Regions from separate parts of the Mus musculus genome. Here region 2 is linked to region 1. A link is a contact called in public promoter capture Hi-C data. All regions are on one chromosome and are shown on one strand. Each heading gives the region's core, a stretch centred on a gene start, on an enhancer-like site or on the middle of the called end of the contact. The rest is flanking DNA. Distances are from core to core; before and after follow the strand shown.

Evidence for each region. Promoter capture Hi-C pulls out the DNA fragments that hold promoters and counts their contacts.
Region 2: a contact with region 1 is called in a promoter capture Hi-C map of hippocampal neurons, with 4 times the contacts expected there. The contact joins the enhancer-like site here to the promoter of Edn2 in region 1. A contact is called at or near these places in 11 of 39 promoter capture datasets (the 3T3-L1 cell line, the C10 cell line, cranial neural crest and 5 more), 2 of 484 Hi-C or Micro-C datasets (cerebellar granule neurons and nephron progenitors), 2 of 115 datasets of contacts at active chromatin or transcription factors (embryonic basal ganglia and embryonic stem cells) and 1 of 9 other capture datasets (embryonic stem cells).

Annotation. Positions count from the first base shown.
Region 1 is chr4:120,157,485-120,164,037 of GRCm38.p6, forward strand. Edn2 (endothelin 2) reads left to right here and starts at 3,722. Exons shown (of 5, transcript NM_007902.3): 1 at 3,722-4,080; 2 at 4,387-4,543; 3 at 5,906-6,028. The coding sequence starts at 4,026. The region is part of intron 3 of Gm36134 (a long non-coding RNA gene); the gene reads right to left.
Region 2 is chr4:120,365,856-120,372,408 of GRCm38.p6, forward strand. All of the region lies in intron 3 of Gm36574 (a long non-coding RNA gene), which reads right to left. Among named protein-coding and RNA genes, the nearest start is that of Gm36574, 28 kb to the right of the region's middle. Within about 2 kb of position 4,251, at least 73 of the 459 cell types and tissues checked have an H3K27ac peak or open chromatin away from gene starts, as enhancers often do. A contact at or near this core is called in embryonic basal ganglia and hippocampal neurons, where this site is marked.

The DNA of each region.
Region 1 (6,553 bases), core at 2,472-4,971:
AGGAGTGGCTTAAACCACAGCCTCCCAGGCAAGTGACAATGGAAATGTCTTCAGACATCTCTCATTCCCAACCTCCCCGTCAAGGCTGGCTCTAGGACCAAAAACTTTACAACATGTGACCAGTAAGTAGGCTTCCAACCTTGGCCCCCGCCCAGTCCTGTTCCCAGCTGCTCACTCTAAGTCCCCTGCACAGCCTGTACCTGCAAACCAAACACTAGGTCCCTTCTATTCACGGTGCAAACAAACTTTCTAAAGTCTTGTGGGCCTGGATGGCTATAGGAAATGGCTGGTTTTCCAGAGATGAGGAGCCTAGCTAGGAGCTAGACCCACACAGCTGCAATCTGTAGGACCTTCATTTGTAGGGCTCTGAACTATGGGAGGTTGAATTCTGAGTGTCATGGATAGTAGTAGCTGGGAGCATCAACAGGAAGGCAGACTGACAGAAGCCAGGAAGAAAACCTTTCTGCTCCAGGATCTTACCTGAAACACCTGGCCTCTGCTCCCAGCCATCCCTGTCCCTGGAACACTTAGCCCTTGCTCCTAGGAATCCTCTATCTAGTGCAGTATCCCTGGTGGCTGGTCCTTGGTACCTGCTCTCTGTATGGGGATTATAGAGTTTTAAATATATTAGGGAGATAGCCTAGGTACCTCCTGGTGTCTGGCCTTTGTCAGCGGGGTCCTTCTGATAGCTTTCCCAAAGGCAACCAGACCCTGAGATAGACTCATGGGCGTAGGAGATAGGTAAATCCTGATCCTAGTCTTGGAAAACATGCTTATCATGACCTGGGCTGGTCGCTCTTCTCTGGACCAGTTATCTCACCTGTGGATTGGGGCTGATAACTGGCAGGGATTTCTTCTGGGCAATTCCTAGCTAGCTTCTCACCATTCAACCTGTCTCTGTCTCCAGCCTTCACACTCCCAAGGTCTCTCTCCTCCACACAGGCAAGCACCAAGATGGTAGGAGGGGAAAAAGTCATTTGTTCCCTCAAATTCTTCGCCATGACATCAGTGTGCCTCACCTCCTTCCCTGTAGCTGATACAGACCCAGGCAGTTTGCAGGGCACAGTCTAGCAAGAGGATTCCGAAAAATGGGTGACTGGGGCAGTTGCTGAGGACTAGAACAGCAAAGTCAGCACAATCAAGCAAGGACATGCAGACAAGTCACTTGGGAGAAACAGGGATAGTGTGCCCAGGCCAATGACAGTGGACAGGAGCAGCCGCCAGATCTACCAGGACGAACAAAGGTGATTGTCAGGGCCTAGGCCAAGAGATTCAAGGGCCTAGGAGGCTATTTTTAACTCAGCTTAATTTCTCTACCTGGAAAACAGCTCTTGTCAGTGGGGTAGCTCTGTTCCCGGAAAGGCTCCATCCCCTAAGACAGGCTGGACTCGCTCAGATTCCTAGGCGGGCCTCTCTATTACATAGAGCCTAGCCTGTCCAGCTGGAGCCTGAGCCAGGGAAGGAGAGAAACCAGAGCCAGCAAGACAGCTTCCTGTGCTGACCCTGTGAGGCTGCAGTGGCCCCTGCCCTGCCAGCACCCTCTCTCACACCCAGAAGGATCCTGTCTCCTGCTCCATTTAATTCTTCTATTATGCTTCCAGACCCGGAGCCTCTGGTTTCCTATTGTCCTGGGCAGGCATTTTGCATTTGTATGAAGATTAGACAGGTTAGAACCCTGCCTCTGGCTCCTCCTGGTCTTCCTCTTTTACTTTCTCAAATCCCAGCTCTGTCTTGTGCCCTGCTTCCTGGTCCTCCCAGCTCACCTCCTGGTACTTGTCTTTATCTATTTGTTTCCCTCCCCACCTTGACCCTACTCCTTCCTATTGACCTGTGCTCGCTTCTGTCTTCTGTCTCCCCACCCTTTACACCCCCACGCAAGTCCCAATGCACATCCTCTCAGTATCTAATAGAATTGTTCACCTCATTTCAGAGCTATTCTTCTACATTCTTCCAGAGCTGAGGCATAGGGAGGGCAGTGAGCCCCACACAGGAGTCCATTGTGGTTTGCTGGTGAGGTCAAGATTGGGGTTCCAACAGGGGCCCTGTCATATGCCAGCTATGTGGCTGATGCGAATCCCTACACACACACACACACATACGTCACCCTGGAAGGAAACACAATGGCCTATACCTTTCCAATCCCCGTTTCCTCTTTATCCATTTTTAATGCAGGAACTAAAATGTCTGTCTACACAGACATAAAAAGATGCTGAAAGGTCTGGGTTCTACGGTCCAAACACAGGCCAGCCCTAGTCACTCTGTCTCCCTTGGAGTGCATTCATCGGGCTCCCTCAATACCCCTATGGACAGAGAAGGCCACAGGCCATGCCCTCTCCAGGGCTTTAGACCTCAAGAATATAAGGTACGTCTACTACCATGAAACAGGCAGGCCAGGCACAGAGGGGCTGCCAGTACACTGAGGAGCATTCATCTGTCCCTTCCCTTCCCCACAGTGTGTCTTTGCTTTTGCCTCCAGGACTTGTGGGGCAGCCTGGGCATCAGAAGTAGAATGCCCGGACCCAAGAGGCCTTCCTTCTACTTTGCCTTCCTCCTCCTTCTCCTCCTCCTGTTCCTTCCTCCTCCTCCATTTATTCATTATTGTGTGTGCATATTTGTGTGTGTGTATGTGTGTGTGTGTGTGTGTGTGTGTGTGTGTGTGTGAGAGAGAGAGAGAGAGAGAGAGAGAGAGAGAGAGAGAGAGAGAGAGAGAGGTCTGCATGACTGTGGGTGCATGCATGTTGTGGCACACGTGTGGCGGTCAGAGGACAACTTTTAGGTGATAGTTCTCTCCCACCTTGTTGAGGCCAGGTTTCTCCTGTCACCTCTGGGTTAATCCAGGCACCCTGGCCTATAATTATATAGGCAACTCTCCTGTCTCCACTTTTCACCTCCTTGTAGGGATCCTGGGAGTATAGATACACACCACACCCCTGGGTCCCAGGATCAAACTCAGATCATCAGATTTGTGCACTTGGCCCTCTGAGCCACTTTGCCAGCCTCTGGCCTCTCCATTTATTTATTTATTTATTTATTTATTTATTTATTTATTTTTGCATAAAGTTGCCACTGAGGTGACACAAAATATTCTGTTCAGTCCACACTGGGGAACTACTCAGGACACCTTCTGTGTGCCTGTGGAGTATCTTCCTAGAAAGGGCTCAGAAGTGTCTTCTCTATCTCAAGGGGGTACTTGTTTGTCGAGCAGGGAAACTGAGGTCCAAGAGGCTCTCCCTGGCTGAGGCTCTCCCTGGCTGAAGCTATCCCTGGCTGAGGCTCTCCCTGACTGTCGTTGCATAAGTGAGTCGTTTCCAGAAAGGACCAGAATTCCTACTACAGGCTGGGAGCTTGAGAGGGGAGCAGAATTCCTTGGGTAAAATGGGGATGAGGCAGCCTCAGGTGGTCAAAGGTCAGGCATGAGTTGTGCCATTCCTGAGGCCAGTGGTCCTAAAGGGGGCTCTGACGCGCCCAAGGCCATGTAACCTTGAGTGGGCCTTTCACCTCCCACGCATCGAAGGGATATCTCAGCTTGCTTCACCGTGGGCAGGGAGGAGGGTGGCAGATACCCTGTAAAGAGCGAAAGCTTTGCTTTTAGATGAGACCTCCACTCCAAACTTCCAGTTCAGGAGTGCTAGTCAGAGAGTAGGGAGGGGCCGGGTACCACAACTTGGGACTAACTTCAGAACTCAGAGGGGCCTTGGGCCTGCAGGGAGCCTGCAGAGTCCTGAAGGTGTTGCAGAGAAGCGCAGAGGGTGGAGCCCAGCCTTCCACCTCCCTCTCCCCCTCACCGGGAGGCCAGGGCGGGCCAGGCACCCAGGGAGGAGGCGGTGTCCCTGGCTCTCTGCCCAAGGTGCAGCAGCTAAGCAGGCGGGGCTGCACCAGTAGGGGCGGGCGGGCGCCCTGCCTGGTATTATAAGAGGCGGCCAGGGCACCTCAGCAATGAGCTCTCAGCTCGGCTTAGCAGGAGGACACTGGCGACCTGCTCTCCCGGCTCCCTTGGCCCAGCCAAGCACTCTGCCGCTGCTGCTATGGTCTCCGCCTGGTGTTCCATCGCTCTGGCCCTGCTTTTGGCCCTGCATGAAGGTGAGCTGCCCTCTCTCGCGTGTTGCGATCCCAGGGTCTATTCATTGATGTCTCCTCCGGGGGCATGGTGCTTCCTTCCCAAAACCAACTGGGGGCATAGAGCGGTGAGGCCACAGTAGGAGCTACCACTGCAGCGTGCAGGCACAGCGATGGTAGCTGGGGCTTCCCCAGGCTAGCCAGTGGTTCCTGAACACCAAGGGTGCCAACTTCCTTATTGTGCAAGAGGAGGAGCCCTGCGGGTCCCCTAACCCAGACAGGCCAGGTGTCCTGACCTCCTCTCCACCTCTCTCTCTCTCCTGTGTGCAGGGAAGGGCCAGGCAGCTGCCACCCTGGAGCAGCCGGCCTCGGCACCCAAGGGCCGAGGCCCCCACCTGCGTTTTCGTCGATGCTCCTGCAACTCCTGGCTTGACAAGGAATGTGTGTACTTCTGCCACCTGGACATCATCTGGGTGAACACTGCGGGGTAAGCATCCACCAGGACCGTGGGAGAGGGTCGGGGTGAAGGCTTTTGGCTAGCTAGCCACCTCTGCAACTGCCTGTGCTCACCCTGAATCTCAGGATACTGGGAGAGGATCCATAGTAACTACTTATGCATCAACTTCCACGTGGGAGCTATTAGAGTCAGGCAGAGGGCTCCATACCCTTCCAGCCCTCACAACAGCCTGTAGGAAAGTGCTACTAGCTCCATTTTCCAGATCAAAGGATGGAGGCTCAGAGATGTGAGGTGGCCTCTTCAGGATCACACAGGAGAGAAAAAGTTGTAGGTTCCTTTCCAAGTCTAGGGACGCTGGAGCTCAACCACACTTCCCCTGCAGAGAATAACTCCATGCATGACAACATCCATGCCCAGACCAGACCACGCTCTATGCAGAGCACTCCAAGTGCAGCTCCACCCACTGAGCCGCCAGCCTCCCCACAAGGCAGGCATTGCTTGCACACACACACACATACATACACACACACACACACACACACACACACACACACACACACACACAGGACAGACAAGAAGTCTGCCTGGGATACCCAGGCAGGAGCCAGAGCTGGGTTCTGCCTGCCCCATGCTGCCTCCAGGCCCCTGCATACCTCAGGTTGAAGTTTCTGGGTATGTTTGTATTTTTTTTCCCCCTTCTTCAAATTGCATAAGGCAAGAGACGCTGAGAACATAAGCGTGCGTAGAGCTAATCCACATCCAAACGCTGGCTCAGGGCGGGAACCCTGCCAGTGCCTGCGTGTCGGGTCCACCCAGAATCACTGTAGCTCCAACTGCCAGGCCACCTAAAATTAGCTGTTGACCAAAGGTGTTGGGGGGACTAGTCTCAGGGCCCCTACTCTGCCTACCTTGGCCAAACTGGATCAGAAATCAATCCCATTACACACGCACATTCACACACACACAACTCAAAGGTATATTTGTCACACTTCTTCCAACATGTGGGGGACCAACTGTGAGCCGAATGCTTCACTCTGCCAGCTGAACAGGCCCCTTCCTCCTGGCCTAGGTAGGGGGTCCAGAGCTCAGAAGACCAGCCCAGGTTTCACTGGATCTGCAGAGTCCACTCCTTACATTGCCCTGCAGGAGAGCCTAGCAGAGCGGTGTGCAGAGCCATTGATGGAGTGTGCGACCTGATGGCTTAATGTGGGAAGGAGTGGGGTGGTCACCTTCCTGGAGGTGTGACTGGCTGTACAGTGTGGACAGTCTCTGCAGGCCAGTGATGTGTTTACTAATCCCGTGTCTCTCCTCTCTTTTCCTCCTCTCTGCCCCCCCCATCCCTCTCCCCCCCCCCCACATGTACACACTACCTTGCTGGCTTCTGGCCCACAGACAGACAGCTCCCTACGGCCTGGGAAACCCGCCAAGGCGCCGGCGCCGCTCCCTGCCAAAGCGTTGTGAGTGCTCTACTGCGGGGGACTCTGCCTGTGCTACCTTCTGCCATCGAAGACACTGGTAGGTGGACTCCTAGCCTTGCAGGGGTTGGGTGACTGCAGATTGGGATCAGACCTGGAAACAGGGTATCTCGGGAGACTAGTAGAAGAGCAGAGGCCCAGAGAAGACAAGCAACATGGGAGAGCCCATAAGTACACTGAGGTCGTGGCAGAGTCCCTTCCCACGGGAATACCCTCAGCCCCTCCCTCTGCTCAGCTCTAAGGCTTCTGGGAGCACGCATCTCCACTCCTGGGAAGGAGAGGCACAGCCCAGGTGATAGCCCAGCCTCAGAGAGTGGCAGGCCTTGTGGCAGGCCCACAAGGAACCAGGCCTCCCTGGGTTTCGGGTTCTAACCTAAGGCTCTGGTACTTCATAGTTTGTTTAGAAGAAAAACAACATCTAGAAGTGGCAATCTGTGACTGGTATCAGAGTGGTCAGTTATGCAAGCACAGCCAGGGATAGCCTCAGCCAGGGATAGCCTCAGCCAGGGATTCGTCTCTTGGACCTCAGTTTCCCTGTTTGCCAAACAAAGACCAAAGCAGGAGG
Region 2 (6,553 bases), core at 3,001-5,500, 210 kb after region 1:
ACCCTCCTACATGCTTGCCACAGTGAATATCCAAACAACTCTGTCTAATCCTAAGCAGCAACTGAATAGCTGTTTTCCTGAGAGTTTGAGCACTAACTAGGTATTATGCTGAGTAGCTGTTTACTGAGGGTTTGAGCACTTACTAGGTGCTATGCTGGGTAGCTGTTTACCGAGGGTTTGAGCACTAGGTACTGTGCTGAGTAGCTGTTTACTGAGGGTTTGAACACTGGGTGCTGTACTGGGTCCTCCATCCCACCCATTTCCTCTGTCAACCTCCCACCAGGAAGATCAGATCTGTTCCACAGAAAAGGAAATCAGACCTTGTACAGTGCTTATGACCTCCAAGTGACAAAGCTGGGTCTCAAAGTGAGGTCTAACAATTTTCACAGTCAATGCTGCACCCAGAGACATCCTCTGTATTAGCAGGTGCTGGAAAAGACACCTGCCAATCAAAGCTAGCTACTGGCCATTATTCCCCCTAAAAATCCTTGGGTCATTCTCTGCCTTCCACCTGAGGACCTTTGCAAATTGTCTTTGGGTCTCTAGCACTTCTGTTTCCAAATTACCTACCCGCTCATCCTTCCAAGTCCCCTGCTACAAATTAAGTCTGTTAAAGGAATTATTCTGGTTCTGTCTGTCTCTTGCTCACTTCAGCCAGGCCTAGGTATCAAGTGTTTGCTACAAACACAATGGCTCATCAAGGTGTTATGTTAGGCATACTTAGAAAAGAGGAATTCCTTTCTTAGATATCATTGGTTTCCTCTCTCCACTTTATGCTAAAAGTAGATCCTTCTACATTTTGGAAGGTAAAATATTCTCTTTTGAGACAATATTTCATGTAGCCCAGGCTGGCTTCAAACTTGCTACACAGCCAAAGATGACCTTGAGCTTTTGATTCTTCAACTCCCAGCTCCAAAGTGCTAGGATTATAGATATGCATCACCAGGCCTAGCTGGGGATTGAACCCAAGTCTTATCGAATGATAAGCAAGCACGCCACCAATTGAGCTACATACCCAGTCCACAAAATGTTCTTTTTAGTAAACTTGAGAAAAAAAATCTCAAATTACTGATTCTCTGGTTTCACTGCATGTCACTCCCCATTTCTCAGTAAGAAGGTCTGGGAACCTCTGGTTACTGATGCAGCTCACCCATGGCTCTCCACCTGTGCATCGTCACCCCCACAGAGGTCACTATCAGATAGTCTACATATCAGATATCTGCACCACTAGTCACAACACTAGCAAAATTACAGTTATGACGTAACAACTACATAATTTTATGGTTGTGGGTCACCACAACATGAACTGAATTAAAGAGTTGCAATGGAAGGAAGGTTGGGAACCACTGACCTAATCTTTAACCCCTCACTGCTACAAGATGAAGAAATGAATGCAAGACAAACCTAACTTGTCAAAGAAGTAGCTTTCTCTATGGACTGCCTAGACTTTGGGATCAAAGATTTGCTTCAAAGCCAACCAAGGTACTATGTGATCACACGTAAGCAAGTCCCTGGGTTTGTGTGAGCCTCAGTTTCCCCACTTGACTGTTACCTAATCTGAGAATGGAATCAGACATAAATTTGATTATAATTTAGAATCTGTGAAGAGTGAGTTGCCACAATCAGTTAGCTATCTTGGCCCACGCCCTGTTATGCCTCCCTGGCTCTTGTGTTCTACAGGGACAAGAGTGGTCTATGGAACACTCACAGTTGCACAATGTGGTCCTCTGAGACTCATCTTCAGAGAGCACAGAAGTTCATCTGTGGTTGACAGCAAGCTATGAGTTACTCTACAGAGAGGACAGTAGAGTAGCTAGCACATGGCTGACTGAAGAGAAGCGGCTACTCTTTCCTTTCCCCTCACATCTTTTTCCTCTAGCACTGTTCTCTGAATTTCTTCAGTGGCAACTGTTTCCTTCCTTAGGGTTTGATTTTGGAAGAATCCCAAGGTCAGAGGGTCAGAGGGTTAGCAATGGAACCAAAGAGGGACACCTGCAGGGACACAGAGGGGAGGGCTTCTTTCCTGTTGGCCCATGCAAGCCTTACATGGCTTCCTCTGCAGAGGTAGGTTTGCATCTCCCTAAATAGGTGGTCATTGTGGAAGTTCAGAGAGGAGGACTCTGGCTTCTGCGGCAGCCTGTCATCTGTGCCAAGCCAGATGTCATAAACAGGATGACACAGCACCTATTCCACACCCCCATCCCTCTTAAGTGAGTGAAGCAGAGCCCTGCCTGCCTTCTGCTGCTTGCTGATGGACATAGGGGAGTTTCAAGGACAACTCAGAAGGTTCAAACTAGACAGTGACCTTGGCAGTATCTAGCCCAACTCCCTCCTTCCGCACTCTCCCTTATCTATAAGGAGAAGAAAGCCAGAGGGAGCAAGCACCACCCAAAGTCTCCTGACCCTCACCCCGTGTCCTAAAACTGCCCTGAGACACAGCTCTGCCTAAGAGGAGCTAACAACTCCTCTCCTAGGATTTCCTGAGAATAGCTACAGCTGTGAAGGAAAGAGAGTAAGCCTAAGAAGAGATGTAGGGTGGAGGGAAGGCTGCCAGCTAAGAGAAATGGACAAATCAAGGGATGCTACCCCACACTTTGAGCTCAAGGCCCTCCCTGCTATGGAGCCCTTCCTCAGCAGAGGCCAGCTAGACAGCCACTGTGTCTTTGGCTCCCCAGGTGACCAGGCAAGCACATCTGTCTTCAGCATCTTCATCTATGAGCGAGAATAAGTACTGTCTCATATCTATCCCAAGACATTCACCTTGCCTGTAAGGGCTATAGCCCACAGCAGAACCTGATAGCCATAGTGACAGAGGTGCTCTGTGCCACCAACTCCCTCAGGGCCCAGGGCAGGTGCAGAAAGGGTCTCTAGCTTAGGGTTTTTGCCTCAGTCTCCCATTAGATCCACTCTCTGGATCATCTTTGCCCCTCCATTTCCCCCAAATCTTCTAGCCTCCTTTAGCAGTTGCTCATGGGAGACTGAGCCTAGGAAGGTGCGCCACCTAGGGGCCCTTGGCTTCCACTGTAGCATGAAGGTACAAGGAAGGAAGTAGCAGGCAGGGTTGGCTCCATCTGACTTCTGGGCAGTTAAGAAAATTCAAAACGGGGAAAGTGGAAAATCAGACAGCAACAACACGACATAATCCAGACCAGATCTCAGGCCTTCTGATCTAGCAAGCTCTTCTTTTTGTCTCCGTGTTCCAAGGACATCTGGGTAGAGGGACATTCACCCATTAAAGTAAGAGTAAACGATACTCTTTGGTGGCACAGAAGTCCTTTTAAATCACTGGGAAATGTTCTCTGCTTGTTTCCATGAAGATTTGGAGTGGACTGGAGTAAGCTGTGGGTGGGAAAGGCCTGATGGAAACCGCAGGGGACAAACCAGGGCCTGGCTTCATCAAGGACTTGGCTGTGTGACTCCAGTTGCTGACCAGGAGAAAGTTCCAGAAAAGTAGCAAAGTGGGATCAACTTCCTTCTGTGTTCTGAATAAAATTTGAAAGCAAGCATGTGACTCACTTTCAAGCAACCACTGGGGCCATCTGCCCCTCCCCCACCAGTCTAGGACAAGAGCCAAAGTTCTTGCCTCCCTCCCTCCCCTTCCCTCCTCTCCCCTCCCTGACCTTTATCTTTCCCACCCCCATCCTCCCTTCCCACCCACTGTCCCTCATCTATACCCCCAACTGCTACCGGCCACCTCACCACTCTTCTGGACCCTAGGGGTAGTTTTTGCTTTGGCCTCTGCCTGCAGTACCTTCTGTGCAACCCTCCCTCCGATTGCCTTCAGGGTTTTAATTAAATGTCACCTTCTGGAGAGAGGTCTTCCCTACCTGAAGCTCAGCACCTGCCCGGCTTTCTCAGCCTTAGCATTGTTCTGAATGTACTTTTGTCTCCGTCCTGCCTGCATTCAGTCTGCCCGTTGCTGAGTTCTGAGCACAGAGTAACTCTCATTAAGTGTGTGGATGACTATTCAAGTAGTCATTCTAAAAAGAAAGTAAAAACAGAACGCTGACCTACCCCACAGACTGCCCTTGGAAACTCAGAAAACAGTTAACATGCAAATGCTTCATTTGAGAAACCCCTGCCTTTGAGCATTCACTGGTCCCTTGGGCACTAGGAGACAAGGGAAGGCATGGCAGTGCCCCTCACCCCTGTAGATAATGAAGTGGAAGCATCGCCCGCAGGCTCAAGGGCTGGAGGGGGGCCCACAGCTGGTCCGGGTATTGCTAAGAGCCCAGTCTGTAGGCTCAGCCGCTGCAGAGCCATCTCCTTCCCACGCTGCAGCTTCTGTGGAGTGGGGGACCTGGAAGCACTTACGCCAAAGCACTCTGCTGAAGTATTGTTCTTCGCATAAGCACAGCACTTAAGTGGCCACCCAGTCGGCTTTCAGAGGGCCATCTCAGGGGACAGACAGAGCCTTTCCTAACATGCGTGAAAGCTTATTAGGCACCAACTCTATGGCAGGCTAAGAGACCAGTCCGGGGCTGAGGAGACCAGCTGCTCAAAGCACCAGGGCTGGCTTCCCAGAGCAGAATCTGTCCTCCTGGGGGAGCTGAGGGCAGTGGGTGGACTTGGAGAGAAGTGGGGAGGTGTGGGCAGGGCAGCACTTGGGCCAGGTATAGAGAGTCTAGGACTGAATCCCAGCTTCTCAGGCAAGTGAACTCTATCTCCACTGGCCAATTTTGAGGGGCTAATTTTACCCTTCTCACGCACTGTCCTCTATGGACTAGTCTCTGATGCAGCTCCCAGCAAACTATGTTAGCATGTGTGCCCCAGGGGAGTTTTGCTTCCAGGGGACATTTGGCAATGTCTGGAGACAGCTTTGGTTGCCACCTCTGGAGGATGTGACTATCCAGAGATAGCAAATGCCAGAGATGCTAAACATCTCTTATGCTGCACAGCATCCCTCAAGGATTACCTCGCCTGAAATGTCAGTTGTGACAAAGTAGAAAAGCCCACCAGACCAAGTCCTAGAGAAGCAGGATATGTGCACATGCTGGAGTCTCCTTTACACACACACAGCGCCCAGGGTGTTGCCTGGAATTATATCCTTGAGTGCTTACTGATGGATGTGGACCAAAGCAGAAAGCCTCAGGGTCCACCTTGCTCTGGGCCTGTGATTTAAAACCCTCTGGTTTTATCCATCAGAGCGCACAGAACCTTCTCATTGACAGGCTGACAGATCTGGGGTTGGAGGTCAGAAGTGTCCTCAGGAAAGGAGGACTCAGGTCCTGCTTGTATGTGTTTCCATTTCTCCCTGAAGTTTCCAGCCCCTGCTATGCCTTTATACACCCCCTCTCAGATGTCTTGGAATTGGCCTGACATAACTGTGAGCTTAGTTCTCCACACACACCCTCTTTGAAGAGCCTTAGTGAGTCACTTTATTCTCCCTTCTCATCTGTAAACTGGCGCCATGATACCTGACCTGCCCCAAAAGCTTGTGAGCCCACACTGAGGGCTGGACTGGCATGGACAAGACTCTATCCTAAGCAGGACAAGTTGGGTACTTCAGGTTGGAGAGTTCTGATTGCAAGGGCCTGGCTAGACGGAGCAGCTTATGGGGCAACTCTGATTACCACGACCTGGTCAGGCCAGAACCACTAAAGATACCCCAGACACAGGGCCCAACCAAGTCAGCAGCAGGTAACCCTGATCTAAGACCCAGGCAGATGCTCAAGGTCTCTGAGTGGGGCAGCACTTGGCATATTCACTCACTCTTCTTCCTGTTGTGAACACTTGTGGCACATGTCATATTCACTGTTGTCCCCAGCAGAGCCCGACCAGATCTGCATCCTGTCCTAATGTCCTCACAGTCTTACTTGACACTTGGGCCAGCCCCTCTTGGAGGAGATACATTTCTAAAGGAACTGAGGAACATGGAGGTAAGGCATCACGAGATTGAAGCCTTCCTACTTAGCAACCCTCCCCCTCCTTCAAGAGTTCTAGGCGAGGGCCCTGACACCCAAATGAATTTCATGTCACCCTGTAGGAGGGAAGAAGGGAGCCAAGTAGACAGCTTGCTGAGGCTATAACAAACAACCTGAGGTACTCAACTCATGAAGAGAAAACATTTATTTCAGAAAAATGTTCTGCAAGTTCTGACCCATGATCCATCAGTTCCACTGCTTTAGGCCTGGGGCAAGAGTGTGTGTGCCCGGGCAAAATCAGTCGCCTCACTACCCAGGCAGCCAAAGCAGAGGAGAGAAAGGGCCAGCGCTCTACAATTCCCTTTGGCGTCAGTCTTTCCATGCTCTAAGAAACACCCATTAGGCTTCCCCTCCACAGCACCTCCCTCCTAATACCACCGTGTAAGAGACCGAGGCTTTGATACATGGGCTTTTGGGAGACATTCAATATGCAAGACATAGCAGAGTCAATAAACACAGTATTTAGCCTAAGCTGGCCTTGAACTCTATGTAGCGAAGGCTGAACTTGAAATTGTTCATTTCCTACTACGCAAGACCAGAAGCTACAGGGATGCACCTCTATGCCTGGACATATATTTTTAAGTGTGTGTGTGTGTGTGTGTGTGTGTGTGTGTATGCACACACATGTT